4 separate regions of the Sus scrofa genome follow, and all the other regions are linked to region 4. Evidence: chromatin contacts called from public Hi-C and HiChIP or PLAC-seq data. All regions are on one chromosome and are shown on one strand. Each heading gives the region's core, a stretch centred on a gene start, on an enhancer-like site or on the middle of the called end of the contact. The rest is flanking DNA. Distances are from core to core; before and after follow the strand shown. Region 1 overlaps MTHFD1 (C-1-tetrahydrofolate synthase, cytoplasmic). Region 2 holds the start of ZBTB1 (zinc finger and BTB domain-containing protein 1). Region 3 holds the start of AKAP5 (A-kinase anchor protein 5). Region 4 overlaps LOC110261687 (a long non-coding RNA gene).

Evidence for each region. A called contact is a pair of places that touch in the nucleus more often than the background predicts. HiChIP or PLAC-seq counts read pairs in DNA pulled down with a chosen protein or histone mark.
Region 1: an H3K27ac HiChIP or PLAC-seq map of alveolar macrophages shows a contact between it and region 4. The contact joins two enhancer-like sites. A contact is called at or near these places in 1 of 47 Hi-C or Micro-C datasets (liver) and 1 of 2 datasets of contacts at active chromatin or transcription factors (alveolar macrophages).
Region 2: a contact with region 4 is called in an H3K27ac HiChIP or PLAC-seq map of alveolar macrophages. The contact joins the promoter of ZBTB1 here to the enhancer-like site in region 4. A contact is called at or near these places in 1 of 5 promoter capture datasets (liver), 5 of 47 Hi-C or Micro-C datasets (embryonic fibroblasts, heart right ventricle, liver and 1 more) and 2 of 2 datasets of contacts at active chromatin or transcription factors (alveolar macrophages and skeletal muscle).
Region 3: a Hi-C map of skeletal muscle shows a contact between it and region 4, with 5 times the contacts expected there. The contact joins the promoter of AKAP5 here to the enhancer-like site in region 4. A contact is called at or near these places in 3 of 5 promoter capture datasets (fetal liver, fetal skeletal muscle and liver), 28 of 47 Hi-C or Micro-C datasets (adipose tissue, alveolar macrophages, blood and 16 more) and 2 of 2 datasets of contacts at active chromatin or transcription factors (alveolar macrophages and skeletal muscle).

What each region holds. Positions count from the first base shown.
Region 1 is chr7:88,483,230-88,486,193 of Sscrofa11.1, reverse strand. MTHFD1 (C-1-tetrahydrofolate synthase, cytoplasmic) reads right to left here. Exons shown (of 27, transcript XM_021099913.1): 2 at 345-429. Among named protein-coding and RNA genes, the nearest start is that of MTHFD1, 13 kb to the right of the region's middle. Within about 2 kb of position 1,548, at least 30 of the 83 cell types and tissues checked have an H3K27ac peak or open chromatin away from gene starts, as enhancers often do. A contact at or near this core is called in alveolar macrophages, where this site is marked.
Region 2 is chr7:88,574,145-88,577,349 of Sscrofa11.1, reverse strand. ZBTB1 (zinc finger and BTB domain-containing protein 1) reads right to left here and starts at 1,359. Exons shown (of 3, transcript XM_003482279.4): 1 at 645-1,359. ZBTB25 (zinc finger and BTB domain-containing protein 25) reads left to right here and starts at 1,815. Exons shown (of 5, transcript XM_021099920.1): 1 at 1,815-1,940.
Region 3 is chr7:88,537,434-88,540,659 of Sscrofa11.1, reverse strand. It overlaps AKAP5 (A-kinase anchor protein 5), which reads right to left and starts at 1,722. Exons shown (of 2, transcript XM_021099926.1): 1 at 1,542-1,722. All of the region lies in intron 4 of ZBTB25 (zinc finger and BTB domain-containing protein 25), which reads left to right.
Region 4 is chr7:88,348,227-88,351,110 of Sscrofa11.1, reverse strand. It overlaps LOC110261687 (a long non-coding RNA gene), which reads left to right. Exons shown (of 3, transcript XR_002346141.1): 2 at 1,249-2,884. Among named protein-coding and RNA genes, the nearest start is that of KLHL25, 58 kb to the right of the region's middle. Within about 2 kb of position 1,555, at least 17 of the 83 cell types and tissues checked have an H3K27ac peak or open chromatin away from gene starts, as enhancers often do. A contact at or near this core is called in adipose tissue, alveolar macrophages, retroperitoneal adipose tissue and 3 more, where this site is marked.

The sequences.
Region 1 (2,964 bases), core at 299-2,798, 140 kb before region 4:
TAAATATCTTTAAACTTCTTAGTTTTAATTTCTAATGTAGTAAATATCAATGGATAAATCCATACAAACAAAAGTTCCTAAGGTCATTTGAAAAGTGTAAACAGATCCTGAGAACAAAGTTCAAGGGACACTGGATTAGAGAAAGGGTCGCCACAGAGAAGAGCCGAGGGCCAGGACATGCCAACATGTGGAAGTTGACCTGAAGAGGAGGAGTCTGAAGAGAGGAACTCAAAAGGTCTGAGGTTCCATTAAAAAAAAAAAAAAAAAAAAAAGGGAAGAGATTTAAGCACTAATGAGAGAGATCGAGAAAGGAAGATGTTAGGGGAAATGCACCATCATAATACCTGTAAAATGGCCAGGCCTGGGGTGAAACCAGGTACCTGCTCCTTCATCTGAGCGACTTTGCTCTTCAGTTTCTCCCTTATTTGCCTAGAGAAAAAGGAAAAGATTGCCGTTAACCCTTAATGTTTTAAGCCACAAATTAGCAACATGTATCATTGGATATATTTCTCTTAAATTATAAACACCTTCACTGAACACTATCTGGCATGTACCCTGTACCACCCACCCAATTTTCCAGGCCTCAAGCAGACCTGGATCTTTTCTATCTCCCGTTGACACTGACTGGGCCATGGGGTATGGGACAGTTAGTTTAAAACATATTAATTGATGGCATTCAAAATCATACAGTGAACAAGTAAAAACGTGGACCACCAGTTCTGAAGGTTGCCAATCCTCATCTTTCTCAGCATTTCCACCGCCCAGGTGCTATAGGAAAAAAAGTTTGCAGGAAAGAACTCAAGCTCATAGCGGCTCAGCCAACGTTACCTAGCAAGATGATCACAGGTAGGCCCATAAAGCTGAACAATAAATCAATGAATCCACTCTGAATTCAGTATGAACTTTAAAACGATATCCTAATTTACAAAAGAATTTTTCTTACTCAAGGTTGAAAGCATAATGTCTTCTGAAACAAAGATTTATACAATTTATACAACTTCCCAATACAAGAGAACATTAAGTAAATTATATTACATCCATAAATAAACATACAAAATAATCCAACTCTGTCCAGTTACGATATAGTCATAAACTTGAATGGGATCTATCTTGAAGGGCAAATTTTGTCATTTGTCTTTCACTTGACAAATACACCTGAACATGTGCAAGCATCTCTTCCCTCACTCTCATTTGGTTATTCCCTTCCCCAATGCTGCACACTTAACAAATATCTGGCATAAAAGGGCACAGGAGTTGCAGGGAATACATTATTTGGATTAGCCTAGTAAAAGGTAAGAATGGCGAACGATACAAGAAGTCATACCTAAGACTTCAAAATCTTACTTCAAGCTAATAGCCTTGGTTTTTCTCAAATCAATATTCTATAAATCATATAGTTCAAAAGAAGAATGGATTGTTGAAGTTTCTTTTACTGGGATGTGATCTGAGCGGAGGCCACAATTCTGCTGACACAAGACAACAGGAAATGCTAGAGCTGCCAAGTTCTCCCTAGGCTGCTGCTGTAACTCCCCGGCAGTTCCAGCCTGCGCTGTTTCTCCTGCATGGGACATCAGAAGTGGTGCCTGGGGAGCTGCAGAAGGCTCCTGACGGGGGCCAAGTTTCCAGACTCCACTCTCTCCTCTCCCCTTCCTGCCCTCCAAACATTATATGAACACAAAGTGCTAGACAAAAGTTTCTACTAGTTTTTCTTCACCCTCCAGACCCTCCAAACTCCACAGTTGGCAAGAGGGGAGGGTGGAAAAAACAGCCACTCCTGGCACAATGTAAGACTTAAATAAGGAGAACCAACAGTGAAAACATATGAATGCATCTGAGACTCTCAATAACCCTGTGAGGGAGGCAAGGGAGAAGCAGCCTTCTTATTTCTGTTCACAGATGTAGAGACAGAGGCTCTAAGCAGTCAGATCAAGTGACTTTCCCAGGGCCAATTAAGAGAATGAACAGCAAGTGCAAAGGTCCTGAGTGGGTCACTGAGGGCCAAGGGGAAGCAGTAATCAGATCAGGAGACTGTCGTTTATTCTGAATGTGATGGGAGGCTATTAGAGGGTTTTGAACGGGGCTGACACCATCAGACTTACATTTTTCAAGGACTATTCTGGCTGCTGAATTGGGACCAGACCCTGGGGGGAAGGGTGAGAATGAGGGACACCAGCAAAAAGTTAACTGCATTTGCAGAATCCAGGCCAGAGGTGACGGTGGCTTGGATTATGGTGTCAGTGTTAACCATTGATACCATAATGGTGAGAAGTACATGTATTCTAGATACACTAAACATGAAACACAAAGGAAATACTGGGGCTACAGATGACTCTGAGGCTTTTGGGGCTCTGAAATGGAGCTGGAAAGATTGACAACTACAAATTTAGGGACAGAGCAGATTTCATACTGAGACAGTGAATTTATTCACCAAATCTTATAAGGATTCTAGAATAAGTAAGCATTTGAGTCTTGACGAAGGACTCTAGGGACAAATAAAAATAATACTTATATGCAGCAGGTACTAAGTAAGTTACAGGAACCCAGTACTATAAGGTGGTACAGGTGGAAAATGTTGTTTCAGCCAGCAGGTTGAGAACAAAGAACAAAATGTTCTGTACTTCCTGTGCTATAATTTAAAGAGGTCTAAGTGTGCATTCTTCCCCCCAAAGAAGATTATAGCTGGAGAGCAGTTACCCTGACCCTCTTAAACTTTGTCTAAGAAGTAGGATTGTTTTTAAAGTTGCATCAGCCGGGATATTCTTCCAACTACAAAGATTTGTTTGAAAGCTAACACTTAGGCTGCTATAAGACATCATCAGAAGAGCAAGAAGATACTTTTAAATGGACATAAACCTCAGTCAGCAAAAACTAGACAGCCCAGAACATGAAAGCAACAGGTGGAAGATTTTCTGCCCTGGTGAGGGGGAAAAAAAAAAAATCAGGACAGTTGTAATTAGGTCTCCC
Region 2 (3,205 bases), core at 110-2,609, 230 kb before region 4:
ACTTCTAGTGAGCTCCCAACGCTGGAAGCGAAAGCACTTTTCTCCCAGGAAACATATCTTTCCACTGAAAATTCCCCAACTCGAGACCTACCACTTTTTACTGAACAAAAAGCGTGTGTGCCGGCGGGGTGGGGGTGGGGGGAAAGAGCGTGGCAAGAATTTGCACGGCTCTTATGCCTCCTCCCTCGGAGCGCGCCCAAGTCTGCGGCCTCGGGCTCCGGGACACTTCCCCTCCCACCCGCCGAGAAGCCGCGGCTGTAAGTTGAGAGAAGCGGGCTCTGGGCACGTCAATCAACCGGGTCCTCCCGCCTCCCGTCTACACCTCCCCCCCCCCCCCCCTCAAAAAATAAAGGCAGAGAAAGAAAGGAAAAAGAAGGTAACTAATTTGGGAACTAGTCTCCGTGGGCTTCGCCTCCGACCCAGGGAGGCCGCACGTCCCCGACCAGACGCGCCGGAGGGCGGCGGGATCAAGCAGGCGGCCCGGCAACCGCCTGTCGCCGGGTCCTCGCAGCGCGTCCGCCGCGCTCTGGCTCCCCGCACGGGTCGGCGCCGCTCCGGCCCCGCACTCCGTCAAGCTCGCGGCCCGTCACCCTCCCGCCCGGGCCAAAGTTGCGCAAATAGCCCCACAACTGGCAAATACTCACCGGCCGCAGCAGGATCCGGGGCTGCGGAAATTTTAGGGAGTTTAAGGCAAATCAGCCACAGGAAAGGCGGGCGGAGACGAAGGGGCCGCGAGCTGCAGTGGCGGCGACGCGCGGCGCTCGGGCTGGGCTGCGCGGAGAGGCTCTGGCTCTGCCAGGGACTGTGCTGCAACAAAGGACTTCCGCTGCCGCACAGCCGCGCCTGCTGCACCGCACTGAGCCGGCCCCGCTTACGCGGCGACTCCGGGTCTGCCCACCAGTTCGCTGCGGCGTCCGCCAGCCTTCCCCTCCCTCTCGACCGCCCACCCACTCCGCCGCTGGCTGCTAGGGGCACCCGCGGTCGCCTGTTTGTTGCAACAAGTTTCTGCGTCGGGTTCCGAGGAGGCTGGCGCAACCCGCACCGCGGGGGCCGGCGCGGCGACAGCCTGACCACCCCTCTTGCCCCTCTCCCTAGGGTAGGCTTGGGACCTCCTCCTCCTCCTCCTGTTTGCACAGCTGGATGGGACTGGGCTCCTCCCGACTCCCCAAGGGCAGGATGCTGCTTTCCCACTCTGTCCAGATGTCAGACCCCGGCCCCATAGGGCCCAGCAGCTGGGCCCTCCCTCACGGTATGTCCCTGACGTTCTGGGGGCGCCAGCACCCTTGCTCTGTCCCGTGCGCGGCCAGCTAGTTCAGGGTCGCCCATTGCCCGCGCTCCCCCCACTCCTGCCTTCCGTGGGCCTGTCCGCCTCTGGCCTTGAGTCACTTCCCCCGCCATGCCCAACCCCGCCCAGCCCGCCTCCCCTCCCAGGCTCCCGTGGTTCAGCTTCCCTGGCCCCGCGCCCTCACCCCTCAGCCCGCGAGTATGCGGGCGCATCCTTCCCTGCCCCCACCCCGAACTGAGGGGTGCCCGTGCTTTTGCACACCCCAGGGAAAGTCCCCGGGTCACGCGGTTTTGTGTGGGGAGCCTGTGACGCTCAGGCTTCGCTCCACGCTTCCGCCTACAGAGTCACGACTAGCGACCGTGGCAGAGGCACCTAGAACGCGGGCCGACCCCCGCCAAGCCACTAGAGCGGGCGAGCAGGCGGGCGCGCACGTACGCACGCACGCACGCACACTCCGGCCCCAGCGCCCCAAGTTCCCCGGCTACCAGGCGCGCGGTCACGTGGACCCATCGCGGGGCTGTTGGCGCGGGAAGCCGCGCGAGAACGAACCGCGGGGTGCGTGAGCCGGCGTGTCCGCGTGACGTACGCGGCGCGGGAGCCGCCCCTCCCGCACGGAGGAGTCGGCCAGCAGCCCGCCCGCCGCGGCGGCCTCTGGGTAAGCAACGCGGCCCGGCCCTTGTGGGCTGCCCCGGGCTCAGTCCCTCCCGCCGCGAGCCGCTTTGGGCGGCGGCCTGCAGCTGCGTCGGTCGCGGGACAGATGCAAGTAGCTGGGGAGGGGGGTGTTTTTGGTCTCTTTGAGATGTCAGGGCACCGAAGGAAAATGGCAACCACGAGTGAGAGCTGGGCCAAGGATATCCAGAGCGGTCCTTCGCTGCCCGCAGCACGCAGCTGTTAGGGCCTGACGCAGGCCGGGGGCGTGCGGGGGCGCAGCAACGACTCCGAGCTCTTATAGCTGCGGGCCAGACTGCGACCCCGCCCGGAAAGCCCCGACCCGCCTGCGGCATTCGCCAGGCAGCGGCGACCCCGGCAGCTCTCTCAAGTGGGCGGTTCTCCAGGTGCCACCTGCCAGACGCTGCAGCTACTGGCCTCCTTCTCCCTCCTCATCCCCTTTTGGGATTAACCCTGCAGGAAGTTGCCTCCCCCCCTCCCCTCATTTATCCTTCTTTTTTCACATTATATTACTTTTATCCTAAGCAAATCCAGCCCCCCCCATCTTGCTCCATCTCTCACTGCCTTCCCTAGCACTTATTATTTGGGGAAAATCAAGCTGTTGTCAAGCTGCTTAGGCTGTGCACTGTGCCTGGAAACTAACAGCTGCTAACTTGCTTCATATATTAACGCTCCTGTTTCCCCTCAATGGCATGCGTTCTCTTGAGAGTCAAGTCATTTTGGCAGCGCTTTTGATTCCCACAGGATTTTGTCATGTGCGTGAAGTACACTTTAGAGTCACAAATTTTAAAGCTGAAAGGAGCCTGATAGAAAATGCACTTCATCTCTCATTTTACGGAACACCAGGCGGAAAGACTGTGTAGCTTGATCAAAGCCCTATACCTCTTCAGTAACTGGACTCCAAGGCTCTCTCTAGATGCCTTAGTCATTGCACTCCACCACACCAGGAGTGCGGTGCAGTTTAACCCACTCACTGTAGAGACGATCTGCCAGAGGTGATTATACTTGATTTAATTCCGGTTATTGAGAAATTAAACTTGGCCAGTGTGTGATGGCTCTGGTATTTTAAGGAATGGAGTTGGCACTATTTCTAGGTGGAATAGAGTGCTTGTTAATGTACTTTGAGCTCAAAGCTCGTCCCTCTCCTGCCACGAAAAAAATCCAGCACTATTCTTGCCGAGGATAACAAAGACTAGCAGTTGCTTCCGTGGGTAAAGGCACCAAAGACCCCTTTAGCCATCTGGATATGCT
Region 3 (3,226 bases), core at 473-2,972, 190 kb before region 4:
TTGGAGATGCTAATCTGCACCAAACTCACTAGCCCGAAAATTTAAAGATTGTTCAGTGGTCATGTAACCAGGATGCAGCCCATCAACTCATAGCTGAAGCAAGAGTAGACTGAGTTCTTGCCATTTTAAAATCAAGCTTTTGAAATTCTTTATATTTTCTTGGTTCTGGAACTAATCTAAAAGCCAAAAATAAATAGATAAGTTGTGCAACTGACAAACTGATTATACATAAACATAAAGGTATATTTTAAAGTTAATCCACAAGATGGTATGATAGTACCAGAGAACAGAGAAAGGAGGTGACCACCTAACAGAAATCCTGTGGATTTTAGTTTATGGATGTCTGAAGATAAGCAAAGGGAATCTTTCTTTGTACTTTTAAAAAAATGTAAATCCTTCACTGTTGAAGGTTTATTTGGGCAACTCCTGATTCCATGAACCACAGAAGGAATTGGAACTCTGAATATCAGTTCATGATGTAAGCAAATATTCCCTTAGGTCGGGTGATACATACTCCATTGCCTCCGACAGAAAGACAAAGCCATCCTACAACCATGATGGAACTAAAATATGAACATTTAACAGTGTCCCTCTAAACATGATACACTAGAACCACAGCTAATTATAGCTCTTTGTCTCCGCACCTCTTATGAATCCTCCCACCTGAGTGTTTTTTTATTAACCGGAGGGATGTATACCTAATAGAAATGCTGATATTAGATCATTTAGGAATGTGTCATTTGAAACTAACTTGGATTGCTCAAGGACAATTGCTTGAGAAGCTCACTGGAATGTATACCAAGATGTAGAACTACAACAGATATCCAAACAAAACCTAACTGAAAGGGGGAGAATGCAGTCTGTGGCTATTAAAACTTTGCGGAACATTAGACTGCAAATGATTCGTCCTTAACCTGCAGAAGTAGTTTTATTGCTCCAGGAAGCTGTAATTTCCTGATAGAATCGCAAGTCTGCTGCCACTGAAAATACCCCTTGCCCTTTTCCCGTGAGCAGAGAAGCACGGAGGCAAAGAGCAGCCACTTCCTGAGAAAAGCGGTGCATCTCTCCCCGCGCCAGGTGTGGGCCACACGAAGCTTCCTTCAGGAGGAAGGCATCTCTCATTCGGCTTGACGCGCCTTATGGCAGGAGCTAGAGCGCAGGATAAAGTACTCAAAAAGGAAAGTGCTGGGGCGGGGAACAGCTAATCCAGCTTCAAGCTAAATGTACAATTATAATGGCCAGGAAGCCCACACCGCATTCGCCCCGAAAAGGGCAAGGAAGGAAAAAAGCTACCAGCTACACAAGCCCCCAGGACAACTCAAACGCGGGGAGGGCAGGTGGGCAGAGTGATGAGGGTCGTACTGAGTGGAGATGTCTGCGGACAAACACCTTCCCCCGTTGTTACCCCGGCCACCTTCGGGGCCCCAGATTCCCGGTGGCCAGCGGGCACCTCCCGCCCACTCCGCCACGCGGGCGGTCGGCGGACCGGACACCGGCCCCGCGCCCTCTTTCCTCACAGCCTCATCGCCCGCTTCACTTACCGAGGGCGCCGGGGTCCCTGGACAACGCTGCCGCGGAGGTCGCGGGGGCGCCCGCGGGGCCGGCGGGAAGGCAGCGGCGCACCGGGAGCGAGCAACCCTCTGCAGAGGGACCGCAGCCGGGCGACGCCCCCTCCCCAGAGCGCGGGGACCGACAGCTGGAGGCACCAATGCGCGTGGAGCAGGCGGGCGCGGGGCGGGGCCCGGGCTGGGGGCGGGGGCGGTGGCCCGGGGGAGGGGCGGGGGGGGGACAGGAGGTCCACCTGCGGGTGAGCCCAGCCCCGGGCGTGGGACCTTCGCGCGCCCAGCCAGGCGGCAATCTTTTAGGCGCGACCACATCCAGGCAAGGGCCGGGGGCCACCGAGAGAGATGGGGAGGGGACCAAGGTCGTAAGCCTTCCATTTTCTCAGATGCAAAGTAGCAAAATCCAATTTTAAACTATGGGCACTCACATCATAAATCCCCCCACTGAATATTTAAAGTCACAGCAGATATCACATTTTAAAAGTAGGATTCAGATCTGTGCAGAGTCAATCTCGTTTGAAAAGAAAAATTACCTATATGAATAGAGAAAATAAAACTTTTCCAGGAATGGGTTTGGGTGTAATGCACTTATCACGGTTCCCTGCCAAAGGTTCTCAGAGGCCCAAGACACAGACCCTTGTCTCCTAAGAATCTAGGAGGAAGGAAGAGATGATGCAAACTGTGTGATATCGATGTCAGAAGGGCACAGAAACACAGCCCCCTCCCTCCTTTACATCTTGTATATTTCCAGGATTCAGTCGATTACAAGTTACCCGTTTCCCTTACATTCCTAGGTGTCTGCTTAACCTTGTCCCTCTCAAGTACAGCGCGGGGTGAGGGTTAGGGGTTTAAAACATGAGTTGACTTTCCTCACAATTCTAGTACAGACCAGAGCAAAGGGCACTGGCAATATTCACTCTCTGTTTGGCTAGGCTGTGTTATTTTCACACATTTTGAGAGTCTTTATCTAAGCAAGTTCCCAGTCATAGTGAAAAGCACCATAAGCATTGATTTGTATACATAATCCACTGTATATAGTGGATTAGCACCAATGAAAGGTGTTGCAGTGAGAGTTTAGGGTGACTTGCTTTGGGCTTAATATTACCTACAAGGGCATTCCTGGGAGCCTCTATGGTGAGGTCCTGCAGGATGCACAATTCCTGCCTCCTCCTCTGGCCCCTCCCAAGCATACTATCTAGATGAAGAAGCTATTAAGGCAGAGGGAAGAACTATGAAAAGCAGTTGTACTTATCTCTTTTCTTCAATAGGACCATGAGCTTTGAGAGAGTAAAGCTCTTACCCACTTTTGGATGCTTATCCAGGAATATAGTTTACCTTTGTAAGATTCTTTATTAAGGAAAGAACTATTTACACAATAGCAAAGCTGAATCTAAGCTGTCAAGATCCTAGAGACAAGCGCTATAAAACAGGAAAATCCCTAAGCACCTATAGTAGAGATAATTAAGAATTCAATTTATCTTTATTTATTCAGCTAACACCAGTCTGTGTACATCTCCTTTATATCCCCAGATGAGTTACTAACCCTGCTTACTGCCAGATTTGAACTCTGAACAAGCCAAAAGAAATCCATGCCATTCATAACCAACTGAGATGCTCTTACTTACTAAGTACAAGTTTTCTCAAATCTAGATCTGGGAGTTAGC
Region 4 (2,884 bases), core at 306-2,805:
AATAGTCTTTAAAAATTTACTTCAAGTACTTTGTGATTTAAATCTAAGAAAATGAAAACACATCTTCAAATATTTTTTATATTCTTGAATATTTTTAATATAGAAGAATTCCTTCTGGGAATGGGGGAAATTGCATATAGAGCTTCTTCCACCAGGCCCTGTGGTAGATAAGTCTTTTTTGGACATTTTCTACCTCATGTATCCTCATACTGACTTTCCAAGACTCAGATTATAATCCATATTTTATAGCGGCAACTGTTGCTCAAAGAAGTGATGCAGTGTCCTCCAGGTTGCACGGCTAAGAATTTGTGGGTTTGGGATTTGAATCCATGTTTGTGCAGATTTATGTATTTTCCACCATCAGATCTGCCAGCCATCTAAGAAATAGCCATGATTCTCAGAAGCAGAAAAATTTTCAACTGCAAGCTACTGACTCACAATAACAAGAAAAGGAAAAAATAAAAAACCACTATCAAGTAAAAAGCAACTGTCATCATTTTCAGATACAAATATGGAGTCCCCACTGTGGCTCAGGGGAAATGAATCTGACTAGTATCCAAGACGCCGTGGGTTCCATCCCTGGCTTTGCTCAGTGGGTCAGGGATCCCATGTTGCTGTGGCTGTGGTGTAGGCTGACAGCCATAGCTCTGATTTAAACCCTAGCATGGGAACTTCCACATGCAGGGGTGCGGCCCTAAAAAGCAAAAAATAAAAAAAATTTAAAAACCCAAAGATAAAAATATACATGACAGCCAGATGTAATATGTGATCCTGGATAGGCTCCTAAACTGTGGAAAAAAATATTTCCTTATGACATGAAAGATAATGGAACAATGGATGAAATTTGAATAGAGTCCACTGATTAAATAATAGTAATATATTGATGCTAATTTCTGGGTTTTGATAATTGCGCTGTGGTTATATGAGAGGATGTCCTTATTTTTACTGAGGTTAAAAAGACATCATGTTTCTTATCCTTAAAAGTATTAGATAACTCATTAGATTATCTATTCCACGAGGCAGACAAAACTCGGGGACTAAGGATGAAGGATATATGGCAATTCTTTGTACTATTTTTATAACTTCACTAACTCTGAAATTACCTCAAAATATTTTCAATTTTAAAAATGTTCCAGGAAACATCCAGAACAGCTATCCAGGTAAAACTCCAGCTATGCAGATAAAGCTCTGCAAAAATATTGCTTAGGTCCTGTTTTTTTCATTCTTTTCTCTTTCCCTTCTCTCCAGGAAAACTAAAATTAAAAAATGATTTGGCTCCACTGAATGGGCTGCTATTGCTGAAAAGCAACACAAATTCTACACGGAGGCAAGCCTTCTGCAGGAGTAACCTGTTCCCCTTGGGGCACCAGGTAGGACCCATGCAGGAGACACCAAAAACTCCTTCTCCTGTGAAGGTGGATTTGGGGTGGGTGGTTTTTCTCCAGAGCAGCATTTACTCGCTGTCAGCATATGAAGTGTCCCTCTGCATCTCCACCGATGTAAGAGCAGCCCTGCATCTTGGTCCAGAATCCAAGAAGCAGAACAGCACGTAGTGAATATGGAGCGCCGGGCACCCTGCGGTGAGAAAGGTCTGGAAGGTCTGGAAGTTGCGCTTTTGATGAAGCCAGAGGAGTTTCGCCGGCTAGCAGAGCCCCTCTCTGGAAACACATTTTATGCAGAGAGCGTAGGAAACCCACATTCAGCAGAGAACGATCATAAACAGCGAGGCGTAAAATAACAGGTAGAACTGGATGTCTGGGCTTATGTAATATTTTATGTAATGGAACATCTAGGAGTCCACAATTCAAGCAACCCCAGCTCCCCACAGGCTGAACTCCCGCTGTGTAATCTTGCACAAAAGCAAATCCTGCCTGCAGCCCACCCCCAGGCTCCCAGCAACCTGGGATCCCTGTTTCCAAGCCGTGTTAAAGACCTTGAGTCCCAGCGGTCAGGGGAGGAGGTAGGTTGTAACTATAGTAGAAGCAGCGATTTCTCCGCCCTCTCTTTCCTTATTGCCTTGCACAATACGGTGTTTTCCTGATTCTCTATGTCTTTGACAGCTACATATCAAGAGTCCCTTGTGCACAGAGCCGACTTTTCTGAACACCGAAAACTGCTTCATACACACCCGCTCCCACCAAAAGGACAAGGCCAATTCTTCTGATAAATTTGTAGACTTGTTACCATAGAGACAGGCCCTGGGTACTCCAAGGCTGGATCAGCAGTACCATCTAGTGGGGCATTAGATACGCTGCAGCCCCCCGACTACACAATGTTGGATGAGAAAGGATTTTTTTCTTTTTTCCTTTTTTTTTTTTTTCTTTTTCTTTTTAGCTATCTGCTATTCTCCTTCAAGACTTCTAGTGATCTGTTCACCAATATCTACTTAAACTGAGTGGTTTTTTTCTTCCAGTTTCATTGAGCTATAACAATATTTGTACAGCATTGTGTTAATTCAAGATGTTGACTTACCGACATCATGAAATGATCACCACAGTAAATTTAGTGACCATCCATCATCTTACATATGTTCAAAATAAGAGAAAAAAAGTCTTTCCCCACGATGAGAAGTCTTAGAATTTATTCTCTTAACAACTTTCCTACATAATATACATTTATCGTGTTGTATAGTACATCCCTAGTACCTATTTGTCTTATGACTGGAAATTTGTCCCTTTTGATCCACCTTCATCTGATTCCCACTTCCTCCTGTCTCTGGTAACCACAAAGCTGATCTCTTTTCCTGAGTTCATTTGCTCAACTGAGGTTTTTGAAACTGTTTACTTCCCACGTGCAGAAAGAGTCCAACGTCAGATTTGGTGCTAGTATTCCATCTCATTTTCTGATGTTCTGCCTTGCTATCCCACACCTATCTCTAAATAAG